2 separate regions of the Sus scrofa genome follow, and region 1 is linked to region 2. The links are chromatin contacts, called in public HiChIP or PLAC-seq maps. All regions are on one chromosome and are shown on one strand. The core of a region is the stretch at or near the end of the contact, and the rest is flanking DNA. Distances in the headings are between cores, read along the strand shown.

Region 1 (6,393 bases), core at 1,752-4,251, 76 kb before region 2:
ATACCTTTTAAAATTGCACTCCCCAAAAATCAAATACCTGGGAATACACCTGACCAAGAAGGTGAAAAACTTATATGCTGAGAACTATAAAACATTCATTAAGGAAATTAAAGAGTACACAAAGAAATGGAAAGGTATTCCATGCTCCTTTTTTGGGAAAATTAATATTGTAAAAATGGCCATGCTACCCAAAGCAATGTATATAGATTCGATGAAATCCCTATCAAATTACCCATGACATTTTTCACAGAATTAGAACAAACAATCCAAAAATTTATATAGAACCACAAAAGACCCAGAATTGCCAACGCAATGCTGAGGAACAAAAACCAAGCAGGAGGCATAACTCCCCCAGACTTCACACAATATTACAAAGCCACAGTCATCAAGACCATGTGGTACTGGTTCCAAAACAGACATACAGACCAATGGAAGAGAATAGAGAACCCGGAAATAAACCCAGACACCTACGGTCAATTAATCTTCGACAAAGGAAAAAGTATTTTCAGCAAGTGATGCTGGGAAAACTGGACAGCCACATGTAAATCAATGAAATTGGAACACACCCTCACACCATGCACAAAAATAAACTCAAAATGGCTTAAAGACCTAAATGTAAGACAAGACACCATCAAACTCCTAGAAGAGAACATAGGCAAAACATTCTGATATCAATCTTACAAATGTTCTCTCAGGTCAGTCTCTCAAGGCAATAGAAATAAAAGCAAAAATAAACCAATGGGACCTAATCAAACTGACAAGCTTTCGCACAGCAAAGGAAACCATAAAAAAAAAAAAAAAAAAAAAAAAAAGGGAGTTCCCGTCGTGGCGCAGTGGTTAACGAATCCGACTAGGAACCATGAGGTTGCGGGTTCGGTCCCTGCCCTTGCTCAGTGGGTTAACGATCCAGCGTTGCCGTGAGCTGTGGTGTAGGTTGCAGACGAGGCTCGGATCCCGAGTTGCTGTGGCTCTGGCGTAGGCCTGTGGCTACAGCTCTGATTCGACCCTTAGCCTGGGAACCTCCATATGCCGCGGGAGCGGCCCAAGAAATAGCAAAAAAAAAAAAAAAAAAAAAAAAAGGATAATTTACAAAATAGTGTTTCAAATGATGCAACTGACAAGGGCTTAATCTCTAAAATTTACAAACAACTTATACAACTCAACAGCAAAAAAGCCAACAACCCAATGGAAAAATAGGCAAAAGACCTGAATAGACATTTCTCCAAAGAAGATATATAGATGGCCAACAAGCACATGAAAAAATGCTCAACATCACTGATTAGAGAAATGCAAATCAAAACTACTATGAGGTACCACCTCACACCAGTCAGAATGGACATCAATAATAAGTCTACAAATAACATAATGCTGGAGAGGGTGTGGAGAAAAGGGAACCCTCCTGCACTATTGGTGGGAATGTAAATTGGTACAATCAATACGGAAAACGGTATGGAGGTACCTTAGAAATATATATATAGAACTACCATATGACCCAGCAATCCCACTCTTGGGCATATACCCAGACAAAACTTTCCTTTAAAAAGACACATACAGGGTTCCCATTGTGCCGCAGTGGAAACAAATCCGACTAGGAACCATGAGGTTGGAGGTTCGATCCCTGCCCTCGCTCAGTGGGTTAAGGATCCAGCGTTGCAGTGAGCTGTGGTGTAGGTCACAAATGCAGCTCTGTGGCCAGCAGCTGTAGCTCCAATTAGACCCTAGCCTGGGAACCTCCATATGCCATGGGTGTAGCCCTAAAAAAAAAAGATACATGCATCCACATGTTCATTGCAGCACTATTCACTATAGCCAAGACATGGAAACAACCTAAATGTCCATCAACAGATGATTGGATTAGGAAGATATGGTATATATGCATATATGCACAATGGAATACTACTCAGCCATCAAAAAGAACAAAGTAATGCCATTGCAGCAACATGGATGGAACCAGAGACTCTCATACTAAAGGAAGTAAGTCAGAAAGAGAAAGACAAATACCATATGACATCACTTATATCTGGAATCTAATATATGGCACAAATGAACCTTTCTAAAGAAAAGAAATTCATAGACATGGAGAACAGATTTGTGGTTGCCAAGGTGTGGGGAAGGAGTGGGATGGGTGGACTGGGAATTTGGGGTTAACAGATGCAAACTACTGCCTTTGGAATGGATAAGCAAAGACTGGGAACTATGTCAAGTCACTTGTGATGGAGCATGATAATGTGAGAAAAAAGAATGTATGCATGTATGTGTGACTGGGTCACCTTGCTGTGCAGTAGAAAATCGACAGAACACTGTAAATCAGCTATAATGGAAAAAAATAAAAATCATTATTAAAAGAAAAAAAAAAAGATTAAACTTGGAGCTGAGGCAGTACATTGATAACTGCCCCAAAAACGTTAGGTGTCTGGTCCTTGATGGACAGGATTTCCTCCCTCCACAACTCCCAAGCCACCTGTATTTCAGATACAATCCAAGTTGAAAAGTGCCATTTGGGGGTGGGTGGTGGGAGAGACCAAAAGTGTTTGTTCCATAAGTATGGCCAAGATTCCAAATGGCTGGCTCCAGCTGAAGCAAGGTTGGAGGCATCTGCTCAGGGCTGGTTAAATGAGACAAGGGAGAGGTCGAGGAGCGCCTCTGGTCCCAGGGCCTCCAAGTTGCGGGATGCTGTTGAGGACCAGGCTGAGGTGAGACCTGGGCCCACCCGCTCCGGCTCTGCGCCCTGGGTCTTCACCACTCCGTCATCCTTCATCACTTAGAAGCCCTCAGATGAGGATTCCCAAAGAGTGGCACCAACGAGTCTAGAAACAAATCCGCACCGGCAATTCGGGCTACGGTGGCGTCGGCGGCACCGCTGAAACTGCAGATCCCGGCGGGGGAGTGAAGAACGCGCAAATCGTCCGGCTCAGCCTCGGCGTGGCCCTGAGGTCGCAACCACCGCCTCCCCTTAACCGCAGACTACGGAAGCCGGCAAGCGAGTCCAGAGAAGGACCAAACTGCGGACGCTTCGAGAGGCGGGGCATCCGTCGAGCGGAATCACTAGCGAGCTGCCCTCACTGCGCAGGCGTGGGCGGCCGCAGAAACCCGCTAGACTGTTGGGTTCCATTTCTGGCTAAAATTCAGGGCGTGCATGGAACCTTGCATACCTTCAAATGCAAGTATTTTCCGCTTTTCTTATTCTGAAGAAAATTTTACTACCCTTTCTAGATTGGTAGAGACTTTGGGACTTAATTGGTAGGATTATATCACCTGAGTTGGCATGGATTTCAGAGATTAAATTGAAATCTCATTTTTTTTAAATTAAGGAATGAATCGACATAACTGGAACTGGCATCCTGTCTCTTGGCTAAGTGATCAAGAACTTGAATAACGTTAAATCCACAGCAAGGTATAAGGGTGCCAGTTTTTACACACTTTTATGAAAATGTTTTACTATGAAACTTTTACTCTTTATCAATCTGAAGTGAGAAAGGGATCCTGTACTTTAAATCTGCGTTTTTAGTATGAGATTGAGCATTTTTTTCACTCTTTGGGTTTTTTAAAATCCTTATGTATATAGCAGCGGAGGATATGTTTTGGAAAAGAAACAAGACAAATTAGGTAAAATTGAGTGTATAAAGAAACTAGTTACCATATAATCCAACATTTCCATTCCTAGGTGTATTACCCATGAAAGATGAAAACATGTCCACACAAAAACTTGTTCACAAATGTTCCTTGAAGGATTGTTCACAAAAACCCCAACTGGAAACTACATATATGTCCATTTATCCATTGACAGATAAATGGATAACCAAATGTGGTATAACCATATAATGTGACATTATTATGATTATAAAAAGTAATGAAGTACTGATACATGCTATGGATGTGGATGAACCTTGAAAACATAAGCCAGTCACAAAAGCTCGCATATTATATGACTCAATTTATATGAAATTTAAAGACCCAGCAAATCTATTGAGAGGAAGAAGGTAGTGGTGACCTAGAACTAAAAGGAAGAAAACAAAGGGGAGTTGGGGACACAGAGAGACAGGGAATGACTTCTAATGGGTGGTGATGGAAACACTCTAAAGTTAGATTATGGTAGTGGTTCCACAATGCTGTACAAATGCTAAAAATTATTGAATTGTATACTTTCATTGGGTGAACTCTATAATATATAAATTATATAAAAACACATCTATATACTACAAAGATCAAAACAAAGAGGAAAGTAATAGACTTAAGTGATTATAGTAAAACCTAAATGTTCTGGAGTTCCCTGGTGGCGTAGTGGTTAAGAATTCACCGTTGTCACTGCTGGGGTGTTCCCCATGTCGTAGGCTCAACCAAAAAAACCCAGAAAAACCCTAAATGTTCTAATAGGTAGGAAACTGGTTAAACTAAATTTTGCAACATCCTGTAATGGAATATTGTGAAGCTATTCAATATAATTGAATAGGTAGATATTTTTGTTCTGTGTGTGAGGGATTTGATTTCTCTTTATACTGAACAACACTTGTTAATTTATCATGTGACTTTTTAATTTAATTTTATTTTATATTGGGGTGTAGTTGATGTACAGGGTTGTTAGTTTCAGGTGCATAATTGTATGTATATATATAGCCATTCTTTTTCAGATTATTTTCCCATGTAGGTTATTACAGAATAGAGTGGAGTTCCCTGTGCTGTACCGTAGGTCCTTTTGCTTATCTACTTTATATATAGTAGTGTGACACTTTTATGTGTCCTAGTGGGTGTGAAATGATAGCTCAGTGTGGTTTGGATTTGCATTTCCCTAATATCTAATGCTATTGAACATTTTTTTATGTGCTTATTGGCCATTTGTATATCTTCTTTGGTGGAATGTCTATTCAGGTCCTTTGCCTGAGTTTTAATTGGGTTCCTTCAGTTCTTATTTATTGTTTTTATTGAGTTGTAAGAGGTCTTTATATAGGCGGGATGAGTCTCATCAATTATATGATTTGCAAATCCCATTCTGTAGATTGTCTTTTCACTTTTTTTTTTTTTTTTTTGTCTTTTTGTCTGTTGTTGTTGTTGTTGTTGTTGTTGCTATTTCTTGGGCCGCTCCCGTGGCATATGGAGGTTCCCAGGCTAGGGGTTGAATCGGAGCTGTAGCCACCGGCCTACGCCAGAGCCACAGCAACGCGGGATCCGAGCCGCGTCTGCAACCTACACCACAGCTCACGGCAATGCCGGATCGTTAACCCACTGAGCAAGGGCAGGGATCGAACCCGCAACCTCATGGTTCCTAGTCGGATTCGTTAACCACTGCGCCACGACGGGAACTCCACTTTTTTTTTTTTTTTTGGCTGTGCCCATGGCATATCAAAGTTCCCAGATAGAACCTATGCCACAGCACTGACCCGAGCTGCTGCAGTGGCATCACAAGATCCTTAACCCACTGTGCCACAAGAGAACTCTTCTTTTTACTTTCTTGATATGTCCTTTTGAATGAAAAAAATTTTTTTTAGTTTTTGGTTGGGGAGCTCCCTTGTGGTGTAGTGCGTTAAGGATCTGGCGTTGTCACTGCTGTGGCTTGGGTCGCTGCTGTAGCACAGATTCGATCCTTGGCCTGGGAACTTCTGCATGCCATGGATGTGGCCAAAAAAAAAAGGAGCCCCATAAGAAAGCTCCCTTGCACTGTCCACCATGTGACAGCAAAAAATGGCAGTCCCAGAACCAGGACCAGGACCTGCAGGTCACTTGGTCTTGGAATTCCCTAATCTCTTCTTTTTTTTTTTCTGGCCACACAGGGATCTGAGCTGCAACAGCAACAACACCAGATCCTTAATCCCCTGTGACATGGGAACTCTAGAACTTCTAAAAAATAATTACTAATCATATAGAAAATTTTCCATTTACAACCTTTGTGTATTAATGCCTTCTTGAAAAGGACTTTTTTATTCCAGTTTCATAAGCATTAAAAGTATTTATGAATGTTTCTTCTAGTATTTTGTACTTTTCATTTATGATTAAATCTTTGATTCCTCTGGAATTTGTGGGTGTGATATGAAATAAGGAACCATCTTGGTGTTTTCTTCCTCAATAACTAACTAGCCAAGATCATTTACTCAACAATTACCATATATTAAATTTGCATATGTACCTGGGCTATTTGAGACATCTTTGTTCTGTTCATCTGTTTCTTCTGTAGCACCAAATTGCATACATATTTTTAAAATATCTTCCTACTGTACAACACAGGAAACTATATCCAATCTCTTGGGATAGATGGAATATGAGAAAAAGAATGTATATATACATGAGTGGGTCACTTTGCTGTACAGCAGAAAATCAACTATACTTTAATAAAAAATTAAAATAAGACAAAATGTCTGCTGGGCTACTCCCTCCTCGTTTTCCTTGCTCACAATTTTCCAG
Region 2 (6,941 bases), core at 2,625-5,124:
GATTTTCAAATCAATTTTTTTTTTTTTTGTCTTTTGTCTTTTGTTGTTGTTGCTATTTCTTGGGCCGCTCCCGCAGCATATGGAGGTTCCCAGGCTAGGGGTTGAATCGGAGCTGTAGCCACTGGCCTACGCCAGAGCCACAGCAACGCGGGATCCGAGCCGCATCTGCAACCTACACCACAGCTCACTGCAACGCCGGATCGTTAACCCACTGAGCAAGGGCAGGGACCGAACCCGCCACCTCATGGTTCCTAGTCGGATTTGTTAACCACTGCGCCACGACGGGAACTCCTCAAATCAAGTTTTATTAAGCCAAATCCATAGCCCTTGGTGAAGACATCCCTGGCAGACTTGCCAAGATCGGCATACACGGGAGGCACAGCCATCTTCTGCTCAGAAGAGGTAGCAGTGGGCTCTGCCTATATCTCATTTTTAGAATGTGGAGTGGGAATTCCCTTTATGGCCTCAGTGGAAACGAATCTGACTAGGATCCATGAGGAAGCGGATTTGATCCCTGGACTCATTCAGTAGGTTAAGGATCCTGCTTTGCTGTGAGCTGTGGTGTAGGTGGCAGATGTTGCTCAGATCTGGTGTTGCTGTGGCGAGGGTTAGGCTGGCAGCTACAGCTCTGATTCAGCTCCTAGCCTGGGAACGTCCACATGCGGTAGGTATGACCCAAAATATACATACATACAATGTGAAATGGACGATTTCCTTCTGTGGTGTAACAGGATCAGAAGCCTCTTGTGAGCTCTGTGATGCAAATTCGATCCCTGGTCCAGCACAGCTGGTTAAGAATTCAGTGTTGTTGCTGGTGCATCTTAGGTTGAGCTTATATCCGAGTTGCATCTGTGACCTACTTGGCAGTTCTTGGTAATGCTGGACCCTTAACCCACTGAGCGAACCCAGGGATCGAACTTGTATTCTCACAGAGACAATGCCAGGTCCTTAACCCGGTAAGCCACAACAGGAACTCGTAGGTAGCTTTGCATTTTTCAATGCAGTATAACTGCTTATAGGAGAGCGGGGCGTTTCCAAGCTTATTTCAGCCTTGGGGAGCCAGGGGTCAAAAAGAGAAGTAAAAGGAAAAAGAGAGCTTTTATGTACATGATAATGACGGAAAGTCCCAGGGAAATTCTATTGATTGATACTGTCATTATTGCATTTGTCATTATTGCAAACTTAAAAATTTGACAAGAGGCCAGAACTGCATTAGAACTCATTATTGATTAATCATTTGTCAAATCCTTACCAAAGGCCCATTATGTGCTCAGCAATTTTTTAGGACTTTGGGATACATTCGTGAACAAAGCAGACAAGGACCGGAACTGGTAGAACTTAAATTTTGTGAAATCAGGAAGATATTTGCAAGTCTGGTGGGTTTTCTCCAGGAAATGAGAAGCATAGTATCACAGTTAACCTTTTAGAAACTGGTGAGAAATTTCTAAATATTTTTGAAAATAAATTTTTTAAACTTTACGGCCACACCCATGGCATAATGGAAGTTCCCAGGCCAGGGATTGAATTGGAGCCACATCTTCGGCAACACCATATCCTTTATTCGTTTCCGCTGCGCCACAATGGGAACTCCTTGCATTACTTTTGATTTTAAAAAATAATGCTTGGGAGTTCCCGTCGTGGCGCAGTGGTTAACGAATCCGACTAGGAACCATGAGGTTGCGGGTTGGATCCTGCCCTTGCTCAGTGGGTTAACGATCCGGCGTTGCCATGAGCTGTGGTGTAGGTTGCAGACGCGGCTCGGATCCCGTGTTGCTGTGGCTCTGGCGTAGGCCGGTGGCTACAGCTCCGATTCGACCCCTAGCCTGGGAACCTCCATATGCTGCAGGAGGGGCCCAAAGAAATAGCAAAAAGACAAAAAAAAAAAAAAAAAAAAAATGCTTGGGAGTTCCCTTCATGGCTCAGCAGAAACAAATTGACTAGCATCCATGAGGACGCAGGTATGATCCCTGGCCTCGATTAGTGGGTTAAGGATCCAGCATTGCTGTGAGCTGTGATGTAGGCCACAGAGCGGATGCAGCTCAGATCTGCCATTGCCATGGTGTAGGCCAGCATCTGTAGCTCTGATCAGACCCCTAGTCTGGGAACCTCCATGTGCCATGGGTGTGGTCCTAAAAAGCAAATTTAAAAAAAAACAAAATGCTTGAGGAGTTTCCATTGTAGCTCAGCAGTAATGAACCCAACTAGTATCCATGAGGACTCAGGTTCGATCCCTGGCTTCACTCAGTGGGTTAAGGATCTGGGGTTGCCCTGAACTGTGGTGTAGGTCACAGATGTGGCTCACATCCCGCGTTGCTGTGGCAGTTGTGTAAGCTGGCAGCTGCAGTTCGGATTCGACACCTAGCCTAGGAACTTTCATATGCCCTTAAAAGCAAAATAAAATAAAAAAATAAAAAATAAGGTTTGAAGACATGTATCTTGAATCCTGAGGTTTTAAAGTGCGTCCCCCATTTGCCCTTGTCCTCCTGCCCCATTCCAGTCCCCATCCTGCCTCTACCCACTGGATACCAGAAGCAGCACCCCTCCCCCAATAACTTCTACAGATGTCTCCAGACGTGGCTCAGTGGCCCCTGGGGACACACTGCCCCATTTGAGAAGCATTGTTCTAGTGTATCAACATGGCTTTCCCGGTTCCCATTGCAGCCGAATCTCTGTTTGGAATTCTGATTCCCTCAGCAGTCCCCTCAGCTCCCTTTCATCCAGATCAACCAGGTTTTTATTTTATTTATTTATTTATTTATTTATTTTTCTCTTTTGGCTGCCCTGTGGTCCATGGGGTTCCCAGGCCAGGGATCAGATCTGAGCCTCAATTTCGAACTAAGCTGCAGCTGCTGCAACACCAGATTCTTAATGCACTGTGCCGACCGGGAATTGAACCTGCATCCCCGGGCTCCTGAGATGCTGCCAATCCCGTTGCACCACTTTGGGAACTTCCAGATCAACCAGGGTTTCTTTAAAAATTTATACATACATATGTATAAATACATACAAACACACATGTATATACATATATACATTTATATACATACAAATACATATAAACACATGTATTAATTATTATATATATACTTAGGGCCACACTCATGGCATATGGAAGTTCCCAGGCTAAGGGTCAAATCAGAGCTGCAGCTGCCAGTCTATGTCACAGCAACAGCAATGACAGATCTAGATGCATCTGTGATTTACACCACAGCTCACGGCAATGCCGGATCCTTAACCCACTAAGCAAGGCAAGGGATCGAACCCGCAACCTCATGGTTCCTAGTCGGATTCGTTAACCACTGCACCACGACGGGAACTCCAAACATAGGCATTTTGATCAGAGGATGATTTTCTTTTTCGTAGAGCAGATATTTTCATTTTCTTCTGCACAAGTTAGCCCCCATCCCAAGGACGGTTTGCAGCATTGGTGGAGGTAGTGGTGGAAACAGTTCTCCTTTATTAAAGATCATATTTTCACTTGGTCATTTGAGCCTCTCTGAGTCCTTTCCTGCCTGTGGACAGGCTCCCTGGAGAACATCTTTGTGTTTCTCTTGGATAGAAGTGAAAGATGAGCTCTCATCACGTGTTTCAGGCATGAAGAAAGCTTCACTTTCAAGTTCTCTCTGGGTGCCAATCCTGAAACTTTGTAAGAACCCTGCTTCTCCTTAGTAGGCACAGCTGACCCTGGCTTTCATGTGCTTGGGAACTGGGCCCACCAGGATCTACAGTTCCTACCAGGTTAGATGCGTTAGAGTCAGGAACTTTGCCAGTTTCAATCCTGAAGGACCCTGCCTTCCGGTTTTAAGTTCATCCTAGAAGAATAGCGAAGATGAATTTTAGAGTTTACCTTTTAGCCATTGTACACGCTCCAATGGCGCCATCTGCTGCCAGGAAGGGGAACAACACTTTATCCGCCTTTTAGAAAGGAGGGTGGAGGAATTCCAGTCGTGGAGCAGTGGTTAACGAATCCGACTAGGAACCATGAGGTTGCGGGTTGGATCCTGCCCTTGCTCAGTGGGTTAAGGATCCGGCGTTGCCGTGAGCTGTGGTGTAGGTCGCAGACGCCGCTCGGATCCCGCGTTGCTGTGGCTCTGGCGTAGGCTGGCAGCTACAGCTCCGATTCGACCCCTAGCCTGGGAACCTCCATATGCCGTGAGAGCGGCCCAAGAAATGGCAAAAAGACAAAAAAGAAAAAGAAAAAAAAAAAAAAAAAAAAAAAGAACAAGAAGAAAGAAAGGAGGGTGGAGCAAAGTCCGGGGGTGATTGCCTCCTATCTGCTTCCTTCTGGGGCTGTTTAATCAGAATTCTCCTGGATTGAGGACTGAGTAGCGTTTGTGGACCAGTATTTGTTTACATTTTAAGTCTGCACCTGCTGTTAGAGTAATAGTACTCCAACTTTTTCCCCCTTTATAGCAAGGTTTTACTTAGAGTCAATTAAAAATACATATATAACTCTAAAGACATTTTTCCTCAGATATTTTTGGTATGTTGTAATTTCCTAGGAGTTTCTTCATTTTTATTTTTTAAATTTTATTTATATTTATTTATTTTTGTCATTTCTAGGGCCGAGTGGCACATGGAGGTTCCCAAGCTAGGGGTCTAATCGGAGCTGTAGATGCCCGCCTACGCCAGAGCCACAGCAACGCCAGATCCAAGCTGCGTCTGTGACCCACACCTCAGCTCACAGCAACGCAGGATCCTTAACCCACTGAGCAAGGCCAGGAATCGAACCCGAAACCTCATGGTTCCTAATCGGATCCATTAACCACTGAGCCACAACAGGAACTCTGCTACTGTTTAATTCTGTTGAGAAACTATTAGGTTCTCTGAAACAATATCATGACTAAGGCACTCTGTTTCCCTTTTCTCCCTGTGGACAAGGAAGAATGCTGAATGTAATGTTCAAGCATGATTTCTAGAGATAAAGCCACAATAGTTAATGCATTTGCTTTTTTCTCTTCTTCAGAGTTAAAACATTCTCTTTTGATTTAAACTGGTTTATTGTAACTATATAATGTAACTTAAGCCACCTCAAATCTAGTTTGGAAATTAAATATATATATCTATATATATCTATATATATATATCTATATATATATATATACATATATATATTTTTGCCTTTTCTAGGGCTGCTCCCACAGCATATGGAGGTTCCCAAGCTAGGGGTCCAATCGGAGCTGTAGACGCTGGCTTACGCCACAGCCATAGCAATGCGGAATCCGAGCCGCGTCTGCGACCTACACCACAGTTCACGGCAACGCCAGATCCTTAACACACTGAACCAGGCCAGGGACCGAACCCAAAACCTCATGGTTCCTAGTCAGATTCGTTAACCACTGTGCCATGATGGGAACTCCGGAAATGGTTTGATTTTAATAATTAACATCTTTCTCAAAACTTGAAGGCTGTTCCCCTGTATATTTAGCAAGGAATGGAAACTTGCTCATCTGTATCACAAGAGACATTCATGTTTCAGATATTTGAATCTGCTGGTAAACTAATCTTTGCCCCAGCAAATTTTATCTATTTAAAAAATGTGTTAAACTTAATCATTGTTTGCTTCTAGCTCTCTTTCACAACCTCAAGTCATTGTTCTCATTGTTCTCAGAAGTAGCAATTAGATTCACTTGGGCCACATGCAAAGAATACCTATTCTGGGTCCATCTCCAGACCAGTTAAATCTGAGTTTTCCAGGTCAGGGTTGAGGCAGAGAAAAAGAAAAGAAAAAAAAAAATATATATATATATGTATTATAAAAATTATACACATATAAGAATAAAAGGAAAAAAAATTATATATAGGTACAAATTTCCCAGCCGATTCTAACATGTAACCAAAATTAGGAACTACTGCCCTTGCTTTCCGCCAGTATCTGTAAAGACAATTTTACCTGAAATCTCTTGTCCACATTTCCTCCTCAAGAGAGAGAAAAAATTAACTCTAGAGCAAACCCTGTATGCAGCTCATATGCCTCAATTTCCAAACCACCATCTTCTTCTTCTTCTTCCTCTTTTTTTGAAATTTCTTATTACAATATTTAATTATCTGCAGCAGCTTGATGATTGTAGGATCCCAGTTCCCAAACCAGGGATTGAACCAGAGTTGCTTCAGTGAAGGTGCCAAATCCTAACCACTAGACCACCAGGGAACTCCTGATACAATCTTTAATTTTTACTTCCAAAACCTCTCCAGCTGAGAAGGTAGAATCAGTGTGATGTTGAGGGCAGTATGTATATACTAAACTCAGGCAGATAATAAATAGAGAGCAGGTCTCAACTGGGTACAATTTTGTCCCCCTCCCCCATGCCCCAGGGGATATTTGGCAAAGTCTGGAGCCCAGTCTGGAGGCATCTCCTTGGAAGACACAGCTGAGGAACGCTATTGCCACCTACTGGTAAGAGGCCAGGGATGCAGCTAAACTGCTGCTAGCCCAGGGCAGCTCCAAAGCAAAGAATTACCCCATCCAAATGTCAGGAGTACTGCTATTCAGAAACCCTGATACAGATTATATTTTCCAGTGCCCTTAAGTCCAGAATTTTTTACTCCTTCATGTTCCCTGGAGAAATCGAGCCTACCTCTCCCAGCACATTATAATTACAGATTTAATACTATAATTAGAAGGTGAATAAAGGAGTTCCCATTTTGGCTCAGCAGAAACGAATCTGACTAGGATCCATAAGAATGCAGCTTCGATCCCTGGATCCCTGGCCTCGCTAAGTGGGTTAAGGATCCGGTGTTGCTGTGAGCTGTGGTGTAGGACGCAGATGTGGCTCAAATCTGGTGGTGCTGTGGCTGTGGTGTTGGAACAGCAGCTACAGTTCCAATTTGACCCCTAGTCTGGGAAACTCCATATGCCACAGGTGCAGCCCTAAAAAGACAAAAAAAAAAAAAAAAAAAAAAAAAAAAAAGTGAGTAGACAATTGCTGAGGACTAAATTT

The links. HiChIP or PLAC-seq counts read pairs in DNA pulled down with a chosen protein or histone mark.
Region 1: a contact with region 2 is called in an H3K27ac HiChIP or PLAC-seq map of alveolar macrophages. The contact joins two enhancer-like sites. A contact is called at or near these places in 7 of 47 Hi-C or Micro-C datasets (blood, embryonic fibroblasts, epiblast stem cells and 2 more) and 1 of 2 datasets of contacts at active chromatin or transcription factors (alveolar macrophages).

What each region holds. Positions count from the first base shown.
Region 1 is chr5:62,953,614-62,960,006 of Sscrofa11.1, reverse strand. No RefSeq gene overlaps it. Among named protein-coding and RNA genes, the nearest start is that of NANOG, 25 kb to the right of the region's middle. Within about 2 kb of position 3,001, at least 17 of the 83 cell types and tissues checked have an H3K27ac peak or open chromatin away from gene starts, as enhancers often do. A contact at or near this core is called in alveolar macrophages, where this site is marked.
Region 2 is chr5:62,878,249-62,885,189 of Sscrofa11.1, reverse strand. It overlaps the pseudogene LOC100512605. Among named protein-coding and RNA genes, the nearest start is that of DPPA3, 14 kb to the right of the region's middle. Within about 2 kb of position 3,874, at least 18 of the 83 cell types and tissues checked have an H3K27ac peak or open chromatin away from gene starts, as enhancers often do. A contact at or near this core is called in alveolar macrophages, where this site is marked.